2 separate regions of the Mus musculus genome follow, and region 2 is linked to region 1. The links are chromatin contacts, called in public promoter capture Hi-C maps. All regions are on one chromosome and are shown on one strand. Each heading gives the region's core, a stretch centred on a gene start, on an enhancer-like site or on the middle of the called end of the contact. The rest is flanking DNA. Distances are from core to core; before and after follow the strand shown.

Region 1 (3,710 bases), core at 514-3,013:
GGCATCTATTTTTTTCTATTTATATGATCATTTCCGATGAAGTATTGATAACAGGATTTTAAGATGTTGATATTGTTCGTTTAGGATTTGACATGTATTTTTTTATGTTCGTATCATCATGTTGTTTGTGCTGTAGATAATACCTTTACAGGTATTTACAGCATTGAGTTTACATGCAAGTATTACGCATTAATTGAAACGTTGGTATTTCCTTTGTAAAGGAAGAAATGTCTTTATTGTAAATCTACGTTTGTGAAGGATAAAATTTCTCGACATTTAGCCCTTAGCAGCTATTGTACATACAGTGGTAACCTGTTGTGACATTTGATGGAGTTCATCAAAAGACTGGTTGCCCATCACGACAGTTCTGATAATGGGGGCTATGAGTTGGGTGTTCACAGGCCCCATTATCCTTAGCCATGTTCTGCTCTGATCTATTTCTTTATCAATACAATTCATCTTTAAAATATACTTCATTTTTTCATGTGCTCTGTCCTCAGATCTGTGTTTTTATGAATACAGTTCTTCTACTTGTATCTTTCTTCAACAAAGCTTCATTATTAACTGAGAAGTTATACATAAAAAAATTTGGATAACAAAGGTTCTGCCATTTTAATATTTCTAAAATAAATGATCTTAACAAAACGTCATCAAATTCTCTTAAAGAATTCTTATTGTTTTTCCAGGATAAGTTTTTCTGGCTTTGGGGTTTTAGTTGTTTTGAAGATTTGCGATTGTGGTTTTCAGAGTTATGGCCTAGACCTTTGAAGACCAAGGAAGTGAGAAGACACATTATCATAGCTGCATGAGCACCTCGTGACACCTGTCACAGTAGCTGGACTAGAGATCACCCTACCATTCTGCCTCCACACAACAGCCACTGGGGCTGAGACACATTAGAAACACTTGTTTCATGGAGGTGACATCAGTGTGAAGTCGTGAGAGTAGTGGGACACATCATGTATGACCTAGGAAGTTGTTGCACTCTCAAAGCTACGGGAACTCACGGGAGGATCATTGGCAGAGAGTTTCAACAAAAGCAGCAGCTGCCTGCCTAATGTCAGCCTCTTTGGGTATCAGGTCAGGAGCTGGATTAACATAGGAAAGTCAGAAGGAGGAACCCAAGTAAAGGATGACTGTAACAGTGTGGGGCAGAGACCTGGGTAGGGACATGAACTGGGAAAGAGCAATGGAGTCCTAGTAATGGCATGCTTGGCTGCAGAGTCAGGTTTTCAGGTCAACAGGACAAACCTTGGGGAAAGACTTAAGAGTGGGAGCCAGTGAAGTGATGGCTCAGTGGATGGAGGCAGCTCCCACCTTGCCTGAGGAGCCCAGCCCCAGGGATCTCTGTGCAGGAGAGAGAGAAAATTGACTCGAGCCAGTTGTCTTCTGACCTCCACATGGTGGTGTAGCTGTGAACACCCAGCCCCCCAGCTACACACAGATACTTTTATGACCTGCTAATTTTTTATAATGCTACATTTTAGGGACTGAAGCAAGTGTCCCACAGAGGTTTAGCCAGTCTGACTAGGAGAATGTAATGGACAGCACTCTGTTTCAGAGGCATCCTTGCATAATCCCTAGAGTGCCAGGCATCCTGGGGAATTCTCAGCTTAGCTGTGCAGCTAGACATTGGAACACTGATGACTGTGCAAGGTCCTTAGCCACTCTGATTTCTGCCTCCCACCCTCACCGGAGCTGGGCAGGAAGTGGATGACAGAACTTCCTGGGGGAGGGACTCTGGTAAAAGAAAGCAAAGGCGCGCCAAAAATGCCTGGGGCCTCGGAGATGAAAGACGGACCTGAACAGGAGCAGAGACACAGAGCTGGCCACACATGGAAGGTAATGCCAGGACTAATCGGGATGAACTAGAAAGTTGGTTGGGAATCTGCCCAGCTATAGGCTTAAGCTTTAAAATACCCAAAAGCCTCTGTGTCATCATTTGTACCGCTTCTGGGTCAGAAAGTCCTGCTATATAACTGAAATCACACAGGGGCCTCTTTAGAAGAAACTGACCAGTGCGGAAGGAACAATATCCTCAGATCATGGAGAGCAAGAGAAGGAAACACAGAAAATAATCATGAGGCCTGAGCGATGTTTTGAATATATCCGCTCCTGTAATTAGTCACCCTCCCTGAAGGCTGTCTAGAAAGGACAAGGCGACCAGCATGTGGTTTTAGTTTCTGCCACAATGCTCACATGAGTCCCTTCTGTATCGCCTGGCTGGCCCTCCCTTCCTCCACATCCAGGCTAACTTTAAAATCCAACCTGAAGGTTTTAAAAATCCAATTATAAGTTAGCCTATATATGAAATAGGGGGGGGGGGAGGAAACTTCATATTAAAAGCCCTGTATAAAATGCACTCTTTACTGCATTGAGTTTGGTCAAGAGTTTTCGTGGCTGCCCCCAGTTGGTTCTGGTTGGTAAGTAACGATGCCCACAGTCAATGCCTGGGCAGGGCAGACAAAGGGGGGACTTTTAGGATTTTCCTGCCAAGAAGCGAGAGGAAAGGAGCAGAGTTCAGCCATGCCAGAAGAGGTAGAGGACAGGAACCATGCCAGAAGAGGTTGAGGAAAGGAGCCTGCCTGAGCAGGTGTAGGACAGACTACCCAACCACAGTGGCCCCGTGAGGAAAGTTGCATTTATGTGATATAGGCCAAGTCACTGTAATGCCCCACCTTAGCCTTCCAACCAACCAACTCTTATTACTGTAAGGTTGGTTCTGTAGTTGTCATTTTAGCTGTCAGTGCCCTCTAGTGTTCAAACAGCAAAGGCAACTACAGCTTCCAAAGACCTCAAATAGAAAGTCCGAAGGAAAGTTGATGTGTTGTTGATGGCGATGTTTTTCCAATCTCATGAGCCTCTTTCTTATTAATTGGTATTAAATTGCACTGAATTAAGTGTTTCAATGTAATATTATCATCTGTGGAATGTCCTTTGGTCATGGGTTCCTCTTTACTCTCCCTTGTCCCTCCACCCACATGATAGACCTCTTCCTACATAAGTCTCCCTAGTGCTTTCATACCCTTTAAAAGCTATATGATGGGGCTGAAGGGATGGCTCAGTGGTTAAGAAGACTGGTTGTTCTTCCAAAGGATCCCAGCATCCACATGGCAGCTCACAACAGTCTGTAACTCCTGTTCCAGGGGATTTGACTCCCTCACACATGCAGGCAAAACACCAATGTCCATAGAATAAAAATAAAACTTTAAAAAATCTTTTCAATAGTGGATGCTCACAGTCAGCTATTGGATGGATCACAGGGCCCCCAATGGAGGAGCTAGACAAAGTACCCAAGGAGCTAAAGGGATCTGCAACCCTATAGGTGGAACAACATTATGAACTAACCAGTACCCCAGAGCTCTTGTCTCTAGCTGCATATGTATCAAAAGATGGCCTAGTCTGCCATCAATGGAAAGAGAGGCCCATTGGACTTGCAAACTTTATATGCCCCAGTACAGGGGAACTCCAGGGCCAAAAAGTGGGAGTGGGTGGGTAGGGGAATGGGGTGGGGGAGTGTATTGGGGACTTTTTGGATAGCATTGGAAATGTAAATGAGGAAAATACCTAATAAAAAAATTAATTCAAAAAAATCTTTTCAAAAAGCTGTATACTGCATGTAAAAGCAAATACCCAATACTTGTCTTTCTGTATGACTCATGACATATAATCCTCGGTTCCACCCATTTTCCTGTAATGATGCATTTCAT
Region 2 (3,710 bases), core at 574-3,073, 300 kb before region 1:
CGAACAACAGGGCACAATGTAACTGCTCTTTTTGGAGTATGCCCGTTCCCCTCTGCTGCCTCAGATGGCAGAGACAACAGGTTCTGGATCAGATAACCCCGGGCTCACCTCTGCTGGCCCCTTTCTTAGGCTAACCACAAGGGAGGTCAATAACTTCTAACATCCATAACCTCGGGCAGCAGTTCTCAACCAGGGGTCACAACACAAGCCCTCCGACGACTGCACAACCCTTTCACAGGGGTGGCAGATCCGACTATATTGCTTTTAGAGATTTACACTATGATTTACAACAGTAGCAAAATTACAGTTATGAAGTAGCAAAGCAGTAATTTTATGGTTGGGGGGGGTCATCACAACAGGAGGAATTGTATTATAGGGTCACAGCACTGGGAAGGTTGAAAACCACTGGCCTATGTCAGCGCAAAAGTGCAGACTCCCGGGACCCCAATCCTTCCCCGGGTCTCACTTGCTACTTGCTTTATTTTGACGTATGGTGGACTCTACTAAACAATGGGGGTATTAACGACATCTTATGTTATAGGACAGTGGCTCTTCACTGGGAAAAGTTAGCTTGTTGGAGATACTGAGTCATTTTTTGATTATTAAAACTGGGGGCATCTTGGCATCTGGTGGGTAGAGAAGGACCAGGGATGCTGTTAAACGACTCTCAACGCACAGGATATCTCTATCTCAGGAAATAACGACTTGCCTCCCCCCCCCCCCCCCCCATCAATTGTGTTGAGGCTAAGAAACCCTACAGTTTTACTCTAGGGAAAAACACTCAGGAGTCCACACGCCTGCAGTTCCTCTACCGCTCTGGACTGCCCTCACCAGCCCCGTCCTCTGAAGCCTCAGTCTCTGCTTTCACCTTGTCCAGGTTCGCATACAAACCTTCCGATGCCGGTGGACAGGATGGCCGTGGAAGTCTTCAGTTCCTCATAGAGATCTGCGCCATTTAAGGGGAAAGCCGAGAACTGCGCCAGCAACACCCTCCTCAGGGCAACGAGGGCCTGCCAATAGGGCGGACACTCAGGCTCCAGGCCCGCCAGATTGCCCCCTCAGAGCAGCGCCCCCCCCCCCCCCCATCTATCCCAAGGAACTCTGATCCTGCAGCGTGGGGGCGCAGCTGGAAGAGGGGTTGGAATGGAGCTTGCAGATCGCGAGCTCACCTTGTAGGACAAGCCACACTTCTGGGCTACTTCCTCCAAGTCAGCAGCTGCCAGGTCTGCCACTGGAAAGAGAGCAGGTGCAGGTGATTGGCAGCAGGAATGGCTTAGCCTTGCCACATTTGCCTTTTGCTCTGTTGTCAAACGGGATTAAGGTCTTATTCTACTACCTATCTCGAGCACGCAGGCCCTGATGCAGGACCGACCCCGCAAAGGGCCCAGCACTCAGTAAAATCCTCTGCCTCGGCTCCTGCGAACCCAGCTTCCTCAGAAAGTCAGAGGAAGAGTGCGGCCATCCTGTTAGAGCAAAAGGCCCCGTATGTGTACCACGACCACGGTGCCGACCCCCGGGGTAGTGCCCATGAGGTCACCTGTTTTTATCTTTCGGCCTCTGAGAAGCTGGACGGTCTCCTCGGTGAGGCCCGGGCACAGCCCTGCCCTGAGCATGCCCATAGTCCCTACAAACCCAGGATGCCCTGGGGGCTCTCTGTCACTTGGGCGCTCGCCGAGTCCCCCACTCTGGGCATTCCTCAGTTCTACTTAGGGAAAAGGTCCTGGCGTGCCAGCGCGGGACGAAGGGGCGGGAAGAGGATGCAAGTCGAGGTGAGGGACACTAACCCTTCCCAACTCGCAAGACTCTAGGCGCCCTAGGCCCGCCCCCTCCGGCCGACGCTTCCGGGTTCCGGGACTGGAGCGTCTTTTGTAGGCCAGGCCTGCAGCGCCATCTGCTGACCATGAGGGCAAACACAGAGGCTTTGCGACTCGCGCCAGCCACCTGCAAGCACACCTAGAGCTTACATACATGCACAGAGACACAAGCACACACACCGACACACACACACACACACACACACACACACACACACACACACACACACACACACACACACACACACACACACACACACACACATTTTGTGTGTCCAGCGAGTCTTCCAACGAGTCTCTTGTGTATACCAGCCTCTATTTGCAAAGCTAGGGGACACTCACTCTACCTAACTCAATATTTACAGAGTGAAGCATCCCTGACTTCTAGTAGCATTCTTGTTAGGAAGACAATGAAAGTGGATCAATTCAGATCATTACAGATTGTATGATCAAGCTGAGATCCAGCGAAGTTCACAGAGAGTACCTGTGTCCCTATATTTTCCAAATTTATCAAGTTCTATCTTACGTATATAGATGTTTTGCCTGCATGGATGTCTATGCAATCCTGGCATGCCTGGTACCCAAGGCAGCCAGAGAGAGGGTCAGATCCCTTGGACTGGAGTTACAGATGGTTAAGAGCCACCATGTGGGTACTGGTCTTCTGGGAGAGCAGTCAGTGCTCTTAACCACTTAGCCATTTGTCTAGCCCAACATTTTCCAGAGGTTTTAATGGAAGTAGGGAAATGCTTGAGTATATAAAATACTATTTTGATTTTTTTAACCACATCTAGTGGAAGAAATAAAGCAGTTTTACAAAACCCACGAGTGAGGTTCTATTTCTGCCTGTATTTTGTAGTTGAAGGAATTTGGGCTCAGTAAGATTGTTATTCTTTGATTTATACAGATAGGAAGCACAGAACTGAATCTCCAGTCCATATCCAGCTGCAGGGCTCATTTTTAGAAATATCTCCTCATGTTCACCATTGTCTCTCAATCTTTCAAGGTGTTTGGAATCCTGGCCCTGAAACCAGCTACTCTGTGAGCTACAACCCACAGTAAGCTTTCACTGTGCCTGCGTTACTGGCTATGGTGGGATTTGCTGCTTAGATCCCAGGATAGAGAGCCTTAGAAGTATCAGTAGGCAAAGGCCTTCTCTTCAAAGTCTGGTTGGCTCAGGCCAAGTGGTGTTCTCTGTGCCACTAGCCTGCTACCCCTTCCTGGACAGCTCTAAAGAGGCACAGGCAATTAAGCCTTTTGAAGTCCTCAGAAGAGGACCGAGTAGTTGTGACCACAAACGTGACCTAGAGAGGGTCATGTGTGCTGGAAGGGGCCATCAAGTTTCTTTCTTGGCTCAAGCCCACCCCTAACCCAGGCGTTTGGTCTGTCCAGCTGCACAGCAAACTTCCTATCAAGGGGAGGCTGGCCCCCCGATTGTTACACTCTGTGATGATTGTGAAGTCAGAGCACTGCAAACCTTCTCACCCAAATGAAGGGTGAGACCTTTGCCTCAGTTTTTCTCTGCTTCCTGCCAGCTGGTTGTCCTGGAGGGTGGTGGCAACCCTGCGCCCCACCCACACCAGATGGCGACGGTATTCTGTAAAGTGGGGGGTGGAGAGGAGGCTGTACCGAAGAAGGAAGCCCTCAATGTTATCAATGTGATTGACCAACTGCCAAAGCCCTGTCCAAATCCTAAGTTTATTAACCGGTCCATGGCTACCAAAGGCCTCCTGCTCCCGTCAAGACGCAGCTTGGCCAGCTTCTCAGAGGAAGAAAACACCGATGTCATGTAAGACACGATTTGGGGTCCTCATTTCTAAGGCTGGAGAAGCTTTGCAGCCCACTGTGGTGGGTCCTTCAGGGAAGAACATATCAGGAGGTTCCCCATGCACCCGCCCT

Evidence for each region. Promoter capture Hi-C pulls out the DNA fragments that hold promoters and counts their contacts.
Region 2: a contact with region 1 is called in a promoter capture Hi-C map of the HPC-7 cell line, with 6 times the contacts expected there. The contact joins the promoter of Rad51d here to the promoter of Slfn3 in region 1. A contact is called at or near these places in 16 of 39 promoter capture datasets (the C10 cell line, the HPC-7 cell line, cranial neural crest and 10 more), 3 of 484 Hi-C or Micro-C datasets (CD4 T cells, bone marrow-derived macrophages and nephron progenitors), 11 of 115 datasets of contacts at active chromatin or transcription factors (the 230-238 cell line, CD8 T cells, the HPC-7 cell line and 7 more) and 4 of 9 other capture datasets (adipose tissue, embryonic stem cells, liver and 1 more).

What each region holds. Positions count from the first base shown.
Region 1 is chr11:83,189,567-83,193,276 of GRCm38.p6, forward strand. Slfn3 (schlafen 3) reads left to right here and starts at 1,764. Exons shown (of 3, transcript NM_011409.1): 1 at 1,764-1,842. Slfn4 (schlafen 4) reads left to right here. Exons shown (of 8, transcript NM_011410.3): 8 at 1-650.
Region 2 is chr11:82,888,801-82,892,510 of GRCm38.p6, forward strand. Rad51d (RAD51 paralog D) reads right to left here and starts at 1,824. Exons shown (of 10, transcript NM_011235.4): 1 at 1,538-1,824; 2 at 1,170-1,231; 3 at 892-1,010. The coding sequence starts at 1,619. Fndc8 (fibronectin type III domain containing 8) reads left to right here and starts at 3,345. Exons shown (of 4, transcript NM_030224.1): 1 at 3,345-3,600. The coding sequence starts at 3,395.